Linked DNA regions of Zea mays: region 1 is linked to region 2. A link is a contact called in public Hi-C data. All regions are on one chromosome and are shown on one strand. The core of a region is the stretch at or near the end of the contact, and the rest is flanking DNA. Distances in the headings are between cores, read along the strand shown. Region 1 holds the start of LOC100285657 (Putative rRNA large subunit pseudouridine synthase SVR1, chloroplastic). Region 2 holds the start of LOC100283679.

Region 1 (6,481 bases), core at 2,392-4,891, 210 kb after region 2:
TCCGCAGCCACGCAATCAGATCATCGTGTTTGAGATTTGAGCACTTCTTGAGTTGTAAACTCCCTGCGCCGTGTTTGTGTGCTCACGTCTTGACTTGTGTGCGTGTGATTGCTGCGATTCTTGCGTGTGTTTCTTTCCCTCCCTTACTCTTGTGCTTTGTGTTGTGATCAACTTTGTAAGGGTGAGAGGCTTCAACTTGTGGAGATTCCTCATAAACGGGAAACATCTCTAAAGAAGAAAACTGTGGTATTCAAGTGGATAATTGGATCACTTGAAAGGGGTTGAGTGCAACCCTTGTCCATTGGGACGCCACAACATGGAAGTAGGCAAGTGTTATACTTGGCCGAACCACGGGATAAAATCACTGTGTCTCTTGTGTCGCTTTTCATTGTGATTGGTTTCTCTCCTTGAGTTCTCGCGTAATCACTTGTGCTATTGTTCCAAAGTTCAATACTCACTCTAAAGGAACAATCAAGTGAAGATTTCTCACTTTAACAACTTGGTTTCAATCTTTCTAACACTTCATAACCAAGTTGGGATATTTAGTGTTGAATTTTTATAGGGTCACCTATTCACCCCCCCTCTAGGTGCTCTCACTAAACTCGTGCATACAGGTGATGAATACTTGTAAATCAATGCATTTAGGACTTGTGAGGTCCGAGGATGCAAGTTCTACACATTGGACCTTGGTATAAGCAAAAATATGAATTAAGGGCAAGTACCAACTCAAAGAGATATATAAGAGAGGGAGAGAAAGAATTGATCACAATGATGTATGGACTTGTTGGCTGCACTTGTACAATTGTTGGAGGCGCCTAGGGGTCCCTTTTATAGTCCCATGGGGACTAAAAGACGTTGGAGCTTCATTTGGAAAGCTCCTAGCCTTCCTAGTCTGCGGGTGCACCGGACAACACACAATAACAGTTGCATGAAGATATGATTGGCAGTTTCCTTCTCTGAAAGGGCTATCTATTGTTGCATCGATCAGGTTTCTATTCACTGTCCTGTGTGCACCGGACATGTTACTATTCATTATCATGTGTGCACCGGACATGTTACTATCCACTGGCATGTGCGCACCAGTCATGTTACTATTCGTTGCCCTGTGCACCGGACATGCTACTATTCACTGTCCTGTGCACCAGATAGATTACTATTCCCTGTCATGTGCGCTAGCCAACAACACACTAAGTGTTTTTCCTTCATTCTTTCTCCATTTGACTTCAACTTTTGGGAGGATTTTCCTGAGACTTAGACAAACACAATTAGAGTATAATCCAAATGACTTAGTTCCAGAAAGTTACCTCTTTCCCATTCTTCTCCCAGTTTTTCTATCTCTCCTCAAACAAAACTTAGAATGGCACAATCTCTACAAAAAGAGTCAGAGAGCAAACCAAAGTACCAAACATGTAGTAAAAAGTGTATGCAACATAGTTGAACACTCAAACCTTACATAATTAACCTTTTCATCGTTTTACCCATTTTGGCCTGTTTGAGGTCGATGTTGGACTCTAAACCATCAAGACAACTTGACTTGATCTAGATTGACATATATGAGCTCCAACACCATGCAAAGGTCACATAGAACATATCCAAACATAGGAACAATCCAAACTAAAGGTCAAAGTGAACTTAGCTCTTTTGGCTGCTTCTAGGTTCTAGCTTTAACACTACTCCTCGTTATAGTGACCTTGTTCACTTCTTGAGCTTCATCTTGATTCTTGTGACTTACACCACATAACCATAGTATTACCTCATTGGCTATAAGTCATGTTCTTAAGTCGTGATCCTCGATGCCCCATATCTCTTCTCGACTTGATCAACCTTGACTTTGCAAGTCTTATTCTTTACCCCTAGCTTTGGGTTCCTCGGCCTCCATGACCTTCTCTCATGCACTCAGTACCTCGAAGCTCTTCTTGCCTCCATCCTTGGCTTGATCAGTTGTCTCCGAGTTACGCACACCAAGTCTCACTTAAGCAATGTTCTTCTTTACTTGTGATGTCCACAACCATAATCAATTCAGCCTTTGGACCATCAATCTTGAACACTTATGTTGAACCCTGTAAGCTTTGCACTAAGCACCTGTTCAACACTTAGCACACATGTTAGTCCTTTAATTGGGTTGTCATCCAAACCACCAAAATCCACAAAAGAGCTTTCACTTATCACTAGAGGTGTTGTCACTATGCATCACACACCACTTGGACTGTGGTAGAATTTTTATGGGAAGAAGAAACATTCGTAGATGATTGGTAGGGATACAGAAGCGGATGATATTATATGAAAACATAGGTTGCAGACTCATGGAAGTTGAACATCCTCTCGATTACGAGTATGAAAGAAAAACAATCGAATAAGACCTGCCCTACATTGGAAGGGGTCTTGGAATATTGGGGAGATTGCTCGTTGAGTAGGTTGGTGAAGGTTTTAAAGTTAAAATGTCATATAAATCCATATTGATTAGTATCGATCATGTTGATCGGTCAGCGGAACTATGAACTAGTCGATTGAACCGATTAAACGTTGAAACTAGGTCAGTCAATACGATCACCTGCGTAAAGTTTAGAAAATGGAAGCCATTATATGAACAATTTAAATTGGAAATCAGCTAATCACCATGTTCAAAGGGGTCGCACCATTTCCTGGAATCTAAAATATTGAGAATCTAATCCTTTGATACGGTAGAGGGAAATAATTGAAACATTTGCTTCCACATTGATCAAGCAAAGCAGTAAAGTTTAGAAGCAAAAAGGCACACAACACTAAGAATATATCAGTTGAAATGGTTGTTTCTTGCATTAAATAATGTACTTCGATGAAAGTAAAACATACCATGATGGGTTTGTGGTGGATGAAGTTTACATGGACAAGTACAAAAGACCTATTAAAGCAAAAATAAAATCACCAACAAAGATTAACTCACGTGGTGATTGTATATAGAACTAAAACTTAGTTATTTTATTAACATACATCCAAAATAAAAACATTCTAGGAAATCTATGATGGAACCATAGACTAACTAAAGCCAAGAAAATATACTGAATCATACCTGTCTAGATTGGCAACTTATGAGGTGCAAACCAAGTTTTCATATAAACTCCGTGCAAACCAACTAACATATGTCAAAAGAAAATAAAAAGATATACTTCATTGTCTACTATACCATTGTATAAAATTTCAAGTTTAAAATTTCTTCTTCTTTGTATCTCTTAACATATGATGAATTTTAACTTGAAATTTTATACAGTGCTATAGTAGGCAAAGAAGTACATATATAATTTTCTTTAGAATTTTTTGTGACATTTGTTAGTTGGTTTGTACGAAATTTGCACAATAATTTGGTTTGCATATGATACGTTGGCGTTTAGATTATGTACTTCTTTAAAGAAAGAAAAAAGAGAAGGAATTTAGAAGTTGTTATTACTCCTATAAAATAAAAGAATTTAGTACTGGGACTGGACTGAGCGGCCCACTACAAGCTTTGGGCTCGTTCGGGCCTCGCCGGAAGTTCCCAACCGAGTGGAACCGGGCTTCTTCTCCGCAACCTACGTGCCAGTTTTGTACTGCCGAAGGAATTTTCGTCTGGGTGCGTTTGCGTCGGCTCCCAGGCCCCAGCTTCTCCGTGGCGATATGCCGATATCCGATAAACCCCGCACATCCTGACTGCAACTCTGAACAGCGAAGCACCCATGGCCCTCGCCACCACAGCCGTCTCCCTCCACCTTTTCCTCACCCGGCCCGCCTCCGTGCTCCGCGTAGGCCGCGGCCTCCCATGCCTCCTCCTCCGAGCCACTTCGTCCACCTCCGCCTCCCCGGACTTCAACATCACCTTCGCGGAGCCCGCGCCGTCCAAAAAGGCCCCGTCCGCGCAGCCGCTGGTCCCGTGGATCGTCCGCGGGGAGGACGGCAAGCCCCGCCTCAGCACCTCCCCGCCGCCGGACGTAATCCAGGCCATCGCGCTCGCGGAGGCGGAGGCCAAGAAGGCCGCCAAGAAGGAAACCCTCAAGGGCCAGAATGGCGCAGTTGCCGCCGCCGCCGCGGCTGCTTCCAATGCCAGCGTCAAGGGCAAGGAAAGGAAGCCCGCCCCGACCGTGCCGCCCAAGTTCTCCAAGGCAGCCAGGAGGTTTTACAATGAGAATATCAAGGAGCGGGAGCCGCAACGGCTCGCCAAGGTCCTTGCCGCCGCAGGAGGTAGTCCTTGTCCTACTGTTTTTCTGGACCTCAGGCATTCAATCAAGTAGTAATAGCTGGAGGAGTATTCTAGATGAGTTTTTTTCCATGCGTTAACGTTCCTCATCTTAGATCAGAATAGGTATTGATTTAGTAATATGTCAGCTTTTGTTAGTTTGTGGAGCACTGGACTGTGGAGATAGCAATGCTTGTATGATACCATGGTGATATCTGGGGTTCTACTAGGACTTAGCCATTTTTTACCAAATGGCATACTCGCTCCATCCCAAATTATATATATAAATAACTTGACCTGCAGGAATAAGACAGACCTAGACATTGTATTAAGATGGAGACCTTATCACGCAGGTCGAGAAAACCTCTCAAACCCCTGCCCCACCCATACATAGAGGCGCCATAGCCCATATGAGAATGACCGCAACAAGGGCCGGTTCTTAGACCTGTGCTTTGTCGTGGGGCAGACGAAGAGATTTTTTAACCCTAATCTGAAATTTGCTCTCATGACATGATAAGTGCTACTCAGACCATCTAGCTAACTCAGCTAGTGGCCATTTGACTCTAAAGGAGACTCCAAATAATAAGTCATTCCAACTTTTTTGTAGAGTGAAAAGCATCTAAAGTTTGATCAAATTTATTAAAAATAATATCATTTATGACACCAGCTAAGTATCATTAGATTCTTTATTAATTATATTTTTATAGTATATCTTTTTGATGTTATAAATCTCTATAACTCTCTCTCTCTATATATTTGCTCAAACATGAGATGTTTTCTAAGAAAGTTGGAATGACTGATAATTTGGAACGGAGAGAGTACATTAGAAAATCCAGATTGTTCTCCTTTAGAGTCAGATAGCTCTCCCAAAATTGGTGGCTTCTATTACATACTTGTCTTGTTTGCTCCTGATATCTTTAGCAGTTTGGGTTGCTATTTCCACTTGTCATTTGTGATATTGTGGAGTTTGGATTTTCTTTAGTTCCTTTCGAGTAACTCTAGAAACATAACACTCCACTCTTCAAAACTTTTGGTTTTGCTCACCGTTGTCTGTTAAGATGCTTACTAAATGACTCTTTCCAGTGGCATCAAGAAGGACCAGTGAGGAGCTCATCTTCCAAGGGAAGGTGACTGTCAATGGTTCAGTCTGTACTTCTCCTCAGGTATTAATTCTCAGAGTTTTTGTCTTCTATGAATGAGGAGATACTAGTTTTGCTACCATAATGTTTTGCTTTCATAGTAATGTTCACTGTTAATCTTACCACAATCGCTTGGTCCAAGAACACTTGAACTGTTTTATGTGACTTGATTTTTTACGCGCATTATGCTATGAACAAAATTTCTTTTTCTGCGGTTAAATCAAAGGATAAAATAACTCATTTTGTGCAGACCAAAGTTGACATCTCAAAGGATTCTATCTACGTTAACGGGAACCGCATTTCCAAGAAGTTGCCTCCAAAGCTGTATTTTGCTGTTAACAAGCCAAAGGGGTTGGTCTCTTCTTTTTCATATTTGATTTGTGTGCTGCATCTGTAGCCAAGGCCTGGGCTCCATGTGTTCCAGCCCTGTCTCTTGGTCTACAAGTCCATGGAAGGCCACTTAACTATATGTAGAAACATCATGGTCATAAGGGATTTTAGGCATATTTGAACAGGCTCGGCCTGGGTCTCAGGTCATTTCTGGCATCATCCCTGTGCATTAACCATGATTATCTTGTATTCCAGTGAATTATTTTTGAATCAGAGAAAAAGAACCATCAACCTTATGAATTTTGTTTCTGTGCTACAGGTACATTTGCTCATGTGGTGAAGAGTCAAAATCTGTTGTCTCCTTATTTAATGATTATTTGAAGGGCTGGGTATGTTCCATACAGGGCTGGCATAACATTCATTTTGTACATATATTGGGTAAATCTCTATTATACCTATGCATATTTACAGAACAAGATTCAACCAGGGTTGCCAAAACCACGCTTGTTTACTGTGGGTCGTCTTGATGTTGCCACGGCTGGTCTGATAATAGTCACAAATGATGGTAAGTTGATCATATGTAGTAATATGTACTCTCTCAGTTATAGATTGTAAGTCATTTTGGCTTTTCTAGATACGTAACTTTTTACTCAGATATACATTATGTCTAGAACACAGTAAAAGGCTAAAAATTATGCAACTAGAAAAGCCAGAGCGACTTACAATTTCGAACAGAGGGAGTACTTTGGAAAAAGAACAGTTTTTGTCATCCAAGACCTAAGCTTGATTTTCTCCTCTCTTTTAGGTGAGTTTGCTCAAAAGCTTG
Region 2 (6,589 bases), core at 2,903-5,402:
GGAGGGCAGCCGGTGCTGATCCGTATCCGCGTCGGACATAGTGACACTGACACCCTGCCCGCCTGCCCCGGCCCGGGGGTTGCAACCTTGGAGAAGGCGGTATTATGTTTCTGGCAGGCTGCTGATGTCTGGTGGCGGCTGGTGGTGGAGGAGGTGGACCGCCTGTTGAGAATGCGTATGGATGAGTGCCCGTTACGGTCAGGTGTGGCGTCACCGCGCAGATTTTTTTGGGGGGTTCTGCTAGTGTGCTGTACGTACAAATCCTACTCTTCTGGTACCTTCTGGACTGCAGGCTGCTAGTACTACCACGGCGCCGGCACAGCAGCAGTTTCTTCAGACGGTTTTACTGTATTTGGCACCACGGGCACGGAGTAGAGCTCGTGTTGGTCAAATTTTTAATCTGCACTGTCTGTTCAAGTGACACGCCTCACACACGGTGGCACATGCTACAGGGATCGATGGCGGTGGAGTGTCTTCGCTTCCGGTACATTTCCGTTTTCACAACAGAGCGTAGGGCCGTTTGTTTTTTCAGCCTTAATTGTCAGTTTGTCCAGTTAGACAAATTCGATTAAGTTAGACATATGTTTAGTTTAGATTCACAGTTATGGTAAGATTTTTCTCCTCCTACGTAAATCTCGCTCGTCAATGACTTGTATTATTGTCCAAGATTCTCTTAGGCGTGACAAATTGTGGTGAATTTAAGCGCCTAACTTTAGACACCTTATGCAAGTGTGGCACAAAAATGTGTAGCGATTTTGGCATCTTAGGGGATGTTTGGTTTGCTGCCTCAATTGCCACAGTTTGCCACGCTTAAGGTTAAACAAGTTTGATCGAGTTAGGCATGCGTTTGGCAATCGCGGCAAGAATTTTCTCCTGCTATATAGGTCTCACTCGTCAATGACTTGTAAAAGTGTGGCATGATTCCCTTAGACGTGACAAATTGTGGCGCAAAATTTGAGTGTCTAACCTTAGGAAAGTATGACTTGAAATTTTATGTCAAATTTTGGCACCTAGGTATAGAACCAAACAACCCTTTAGTTATAGAATCAAACATGCCTTATGTACCTCTGTCGGTGCAAACAGATGCAAATCAAAATGTGTGCCTCTTTTATATAGTAGCACTACTATCTTCGGCTCAAGTGTAAGGATCTGGTACGTCTAGAGGGGGTGAATAGGCTATCTGTAAATTTCCAGCTCGAGAAACTATCAAAATCCAAAGAGGTAGTGCCGCTCCTAGCCCGGCACTACCGTGCAAAAGTTCGACACTGTTAGACAACGATAAATGAACCAAACGCACTCAAACTTCACATAATCTGATATATATGATTTCTTACTTCTATCTAGAATATGAGACTGAAATGAGCAATGCGCGGTAATCAAACATAATAGGGTAGAGAGGTATTCAAATGCAAGCCACTTAAACCATAACAACTCAAATAATCAAAGAACACTTAGACACAACATTTATCATATGGTTCAGCTTGCCAAAAGGCTTGTCTACCTCCACGTTGTTGAGGAGAGCCACAAAGTCCAAGGACCATGCACCCTTCCTCAATGTCAAGCCAAAAGCTCTTGCGAGGACTATAAATAAGGGTAACTTACAACAATCCAAGGCTACAATAATCTTATAGCTCGAGGAGAAAGTCACACGCCATCTAAGAGCAAGCTCCAGGAATCAGTGAATGAATGTCGACCTTGATATGCTCTAATGATCAATGGGAGAACTGAAGAAACCCTAGGGTTCTTGTTGTTCTTGTGGTTTTGTTTCAGTCTTGGAGGAGAAGAGCCAGAAATTTTGAGTCAAAGTGAGCAAATGAGGGGAGAGAGAGTTTCAAAGGGGACCAATGGGGCTTTTAACTTGTTCTGTTGTATCCTTGTGTTAGGATACACAACAGGTATCTATTGGAGACAAAAGAATTAAACAAATCAAGAATATTCAGATTCCAACGGTCAATAAATGTCCGACAATGTGAGGACACAACAGGGCCGCGCAACCCACGCCGATCAGAATTATCTGAAATTTTGGCTCTAGCTAACTAGGTTTAGGTAGAGGTGTTTTGTGGAGTTTAAGCATTTGAAAATCAAAGGCATAGACAAATTCACTGAAACTTGATAGTACGACAACTCTACATTAGAGACATGAATAAAATGCATAACATATTTTATAGGTGTCCCTCCTTGCCATAAGCTTTCTCCCTTTTTGGTGCTTTTCCTGTCGCATTGCTTAGTAAATAGATTAGTCCTCTAATTGTATGGTCATTATGACCAAAACCCACAATTAGGGCTTGATTGCACTTACATCAAGTAGGGGAGGAGCTCTACCCCCTATACATCCATCGGACCAATAAAAACCTCTCTTAGCATTTTAAGTTTTTTTGCCTCTTAGAATATGTATCATTCGAGCATAGACTGCGATGAGATCGAGGCCAAAGGTTTGATGAAGCTTGTACGACATTGCAGTATAAGATAGTGTTTGGTTGCAGAGTTAGGTAAAACCAAGCGACTTTGTTCTAACATATAGCATATTTAGTTAGTTTTTAGATGGAATCGAGCCGCTCCAAAAGTGGAATGTTCCTTCAATATGCTGCATCTCATGCTCTAAAAAAGAGTCCTAACATGTGCACTTGTGAGTCCAACTCTCCTCCCCCATCCATATCAAAAGCGTCCTAACCATTGCACGTTCGGAGAAGGAAACCAATCACACGACCAGTGTCTCCTGCACTTCTATCAGGGCATGGGTTCGAACCCCACTCCTACATCGTTTTTAACATTTTATGCTGATTTAATCAAAATGGTCGACGGATTAACGGGCCGGCCCGACACAGTCAGCAGGCCGGCATGACGTGCCTGGGCCAGAGTTGTGGCCCGCGGGCGTCTGACCCGTGCCGGGTCGCCGTTTGGCCATCTATAGACGTGCAACGGGTTAATTTGAAATTGCTGTGAGAGGTTATTTGTAAAAGATGACGCGAGATGACCGTTGAAACTGATGCTTTAAATATAGTAGAGATTTAATTTTTTTTATGTTAAAGATAGATCTTCAGAGCTAGAGCTAGTTTGAAAACTTAAATCTCCTTAATCCCCGCAAATAACAAAAACTCCCCTAGATCTCGTCAATGATGTCATTAGTCAATTTTTATGTTCGACAGGAACTGCACATGTACAATGTACTGCCACCACCTACTATACGTGGTAGGAGTACCTACTTCTACAATCTACATCTTTGCATGTGCAAAAATCCTCCATGTAGCACCGTCGCAGTGATATTTGCTTGGCACTGACCACCGAAGACACATTGCATTTCCGGTTTTTTTCCTACTAGCATTCGCTCCGTACCTCGTGCGCGTGGACATGGCGCGTCTGCCGATGGCGTGATGGGGACGATGACGAACGGAACTTTCGGCATGGAGACGTCTCGTCGTCGCAGACGCAGAAGCTGTTCGCTGCGGCTTGCTGCGGCTGCAATCCGGCTGCGGCTGCGGCTTCTACAGTATTTTTCTCTCTATGGATTGCAGCTGCAGCAGTCCAAACAGCTGCAACAGTGTCAGCTTGTAGCCAGCCGAACACGCCCTGGACTGCTGGAGCGTGGAATCGAACGGCGGCTTTCCCAAGCGGCTTCGCTTGAACTGGGTCGGAACCTGCCCGGCTCGATTCGTTTTGGGCCAAACAACGCGGATCTCAGCGTGGGCTACACGCTTCCGGTTCCAGATGGCGCGTCCAGTGCACTCCGGCTCCGAGTATCCACGGCGTGTCAAACGAGTGGTGGTCGTCAAAGTAAAATTCCATATTGCTTGCACGTAGACCATGACGTTGAATTACTGTGGATAGTAGGCAACTAGTACGTGTGTTTATATGGGCTGGGCTATAATCTGCTGTTGGTGGGCGCGTACAAATCCCCGCGGCCTGCCACGGTGCGGGGGCGCCTGCGCTGCGTTGCGCGACGCCACCATCGTCTGGTCTCGTCTCGTCACGACACATTCGGAACCGCAAAAAATCGCAGCGGCTCAAAAAGGGAAGAAACGCGAAACAGACGGCGCAAGCCAAAACAAAAGTAAATTCAGGAAAACAAAATTCGAGGTCCCGTGCCTGGCCAGGCCTGGCCGCTCTCGTCGATTTCCGTCTCTCTCTCCATTTTGCGCCCGCACCTCCCCACCTCCACCTCCCCTCCTTTCGGTTGTTGTCTGACTTGTCTCCTACTCTCCTCGCCTTCCCCCTTGCCTTAGGGTTTATCCCGCGCTCCGCCTCGCTCCGTCCCTCCCTGATTCGCGCGATCTCCGCGCGGCCATGGTCTCCGGCGCGGCGCCCAACCCGGACGGGGGCGGCGCCCAAAACACCCAGCGCCCGCCGCCGCTTACTCAGGCCGGGGCCCGGACGGCCCTCGCCACGCCGCCGGCGGTCTCCGGCGGCGCCGCGCACTCCGCTTCTACCAGTGGGGGCAGCGCCGGCTCACCACCGTCCAGCCGCAGCGAGCAGCACGCCCCCGACGGTGCTGCCAAGGGTCCCGCCCTCGGGGCCGCGCCCGCGGCGGCCGCGTCCACGCCGGCCAGCGACAGCACGTTCCTCCGCTTGAATAATCTCGACATCAACGGCGACGACGCGCCGTCGTCGCAGGCTCCTACGAGGTTGGTTTGTGGAAACTTGTGTCGGATGGGTATATTATAGGTCCCGCGCACGTGAAGCGCTAATGCCAGTCTTATTTGCTCGTTATTCGAAGTTCGAACTACGGGGGTGCTTTGGTTGTTGTGCTGCCATGTTGGAGATAGGCATCCATACAGTCATACAGTCTGTCGACATGAAAAAGCTTGTCCTGGAGAATACAGGAAGGATACTGTGGGAAGTTGCTCATTCTGTGTAGCAATGTATGTCTCACGACGAACTGTTAGCTGTTGTTATTTGGACGAGCATCCTTATTGAAGGTCCTGAAGGATCTTTCTGTGTCCATTTTCATTTTCATGTCTGCAAGCATGATTTTGCTGCAAAGTATGTACTATGTACTAAGCTCACGGCTTGTAGTTGTAGGTTTGGCTTCCTAATAATGTCAGCATTGCTAGATAAGACAAACTTTTTAAATGGCGAACTGAATGCAATGTGTTGTCTATGCGAAGTATGCGCCCATGTTAAGCTGTTATACTGGTCATATGACTTGTATTGTTCTACAAATCTATACTGTGTAAATTGAACCTAACAGTTAACAATGCACAATATATTTTTGCTACCATTCACGCGGTTTGTCTTGTCTTATGATGTTACTGTTTGTCTTGTCTTGTCTTATGATGTTGCTACCACACACTCTTGTATACACAGTTACTTATCATGGTAAATAGGTTTGAAATTCATAGCAGGAGTTTCTACTTCTTAAGGCACTCTTTTGTATCCTTTCTTTTTGTTACTTATCTAAGCTTTTGGGGCATTGTAAAATTGCAGCAAGAAGAAAAGGAGAGGCACACGGGCAGTGGGTCCTGATAAAGGTAACCGGGGACTGCGCCAGTTTAGTATGAAAGGTAAGTCCATTTTTCCCCTTCCATTTTATACTTGTATATGACAGTTATCTTTGGAATGTTAAGATAGGAGCATAGTTCAAATGCAAAAATTTAGGCAGTTAAACTATGCCATCTTTGTTTCCATCACGTCAGTACATCCATTTCTTGATACATTTGAAGGCTACATATGTAGTGAATAGTGCAGTAAAGCAGTGACTGCAAGATATCATAGGTGCCTTAATGCATGTTCCATTTGTTCCTTTGCAGTTTGTGAGAAAGTTGAAAGTAAAGGGAGAACAACATATAATGAGGTCAGTGCCTTTTCATTCTATTATTCCAATTTATTCTTGTTGTGCGAATTGTGTATTCTAGATCAGATTGTCTCGCTTTTCTTCTGTTGAAAAAACACTGCAAATTTGCACTGTTTTTTGTTAGCTTGATTGTATTACTTCTATTTGAAAGGATTTGATCCACTATTTGAAAGAGGAATTATGGTTAGATGCACTGTAAAATTAAAACCTAACGTCATTATCTGTACTAGGATGATGTGGCCATTTGATCATTAAACTGGCTTGTTCATATGTGTTCATGCATACAAACTGTTACACTTGTTTCTCTGGTTTTACCTCAATTGTTCAATAGAGGGTCCTGTGAACATTACAAATGTAGACAATAAAACTTGATGGCACTATATCAAGGTTTTAAAGTCGGCTAGTCGACTCTAGTCGCCTGAGCACCGATAAGGTGACTAATCGCGATTAGTCGTTGATTTGCTCGATTAGTCAAGTCTAGTCGACTCCTAGTCGTCCACCTATAACAAGACCATATGTATATATCAATATATAAAGTTGTAGCAGGACAACAGTACACTGATTTCAGCAGCACACCGATTCAGTGGCGGACCCAAGATTTCTTGACTGGGTATGCGAGATCAAGAGATGTCCTAGGGACATTGCCGTAGTGGCCTAGTGGGTCGGGAGGATAGCTGCGGAAGGCAGAAACCAAGGTTATTAAAACGATAAAACGTTGGAACGCTCTGGGTGAAATTTTGACTTTTAAACGTTTAAACTTTGTTTAAACGTAGTTTTAGACAACATAGGAAAAATATCAAT

What was found. A called contact is a pair of places that touch in the nucleus more often than the background predicts.
Region 1: a Hi-C map of leaf shows a contact between it and region 2, with 2.5 times the contacts expected there. The contact joins the promoter of LOC100285657 here to the promoter of LOC100283679 in region 2. A contact is called at or near these places in 5 of 25 Hi-C or Micro-C datasets (ear and leaf).

Annotation. Positions count from the first base shown.
Region 1 is chr1:11,773,071-11,779,551 of Zm-B73-REFERENCE-NAM-5.0, forward strand. LOC100285657 (Putative rRNA large subunit pseudouridine synthase SVR1, chloroplastic) reads left to right here and starts at 3,642. Exons shown (of 10, transcript NM_001158548.2): 1 at 3,642-4,191; 2 at 5,270-5,349; 3 at 5,576-5,676; 4 at 5,975-6,044; 5 at 6,127-6,220; 6 at 6,461-6,481. The coding sequence starts at 3,690.
Region 2 is chr1:11,562,425-11,569,013 of Zm-B73-REFERENCE-NAM-5.0, forward strand. It overlaps LOC100283679, which reads left to right and starts at 4,153. Exons shown (of 9, transcript NM_001156580.2): 1 at 4,153-4,619; 2 at 5,422-5,498; 3 at 5,745-5,788. The coding sequence starts at 4,282.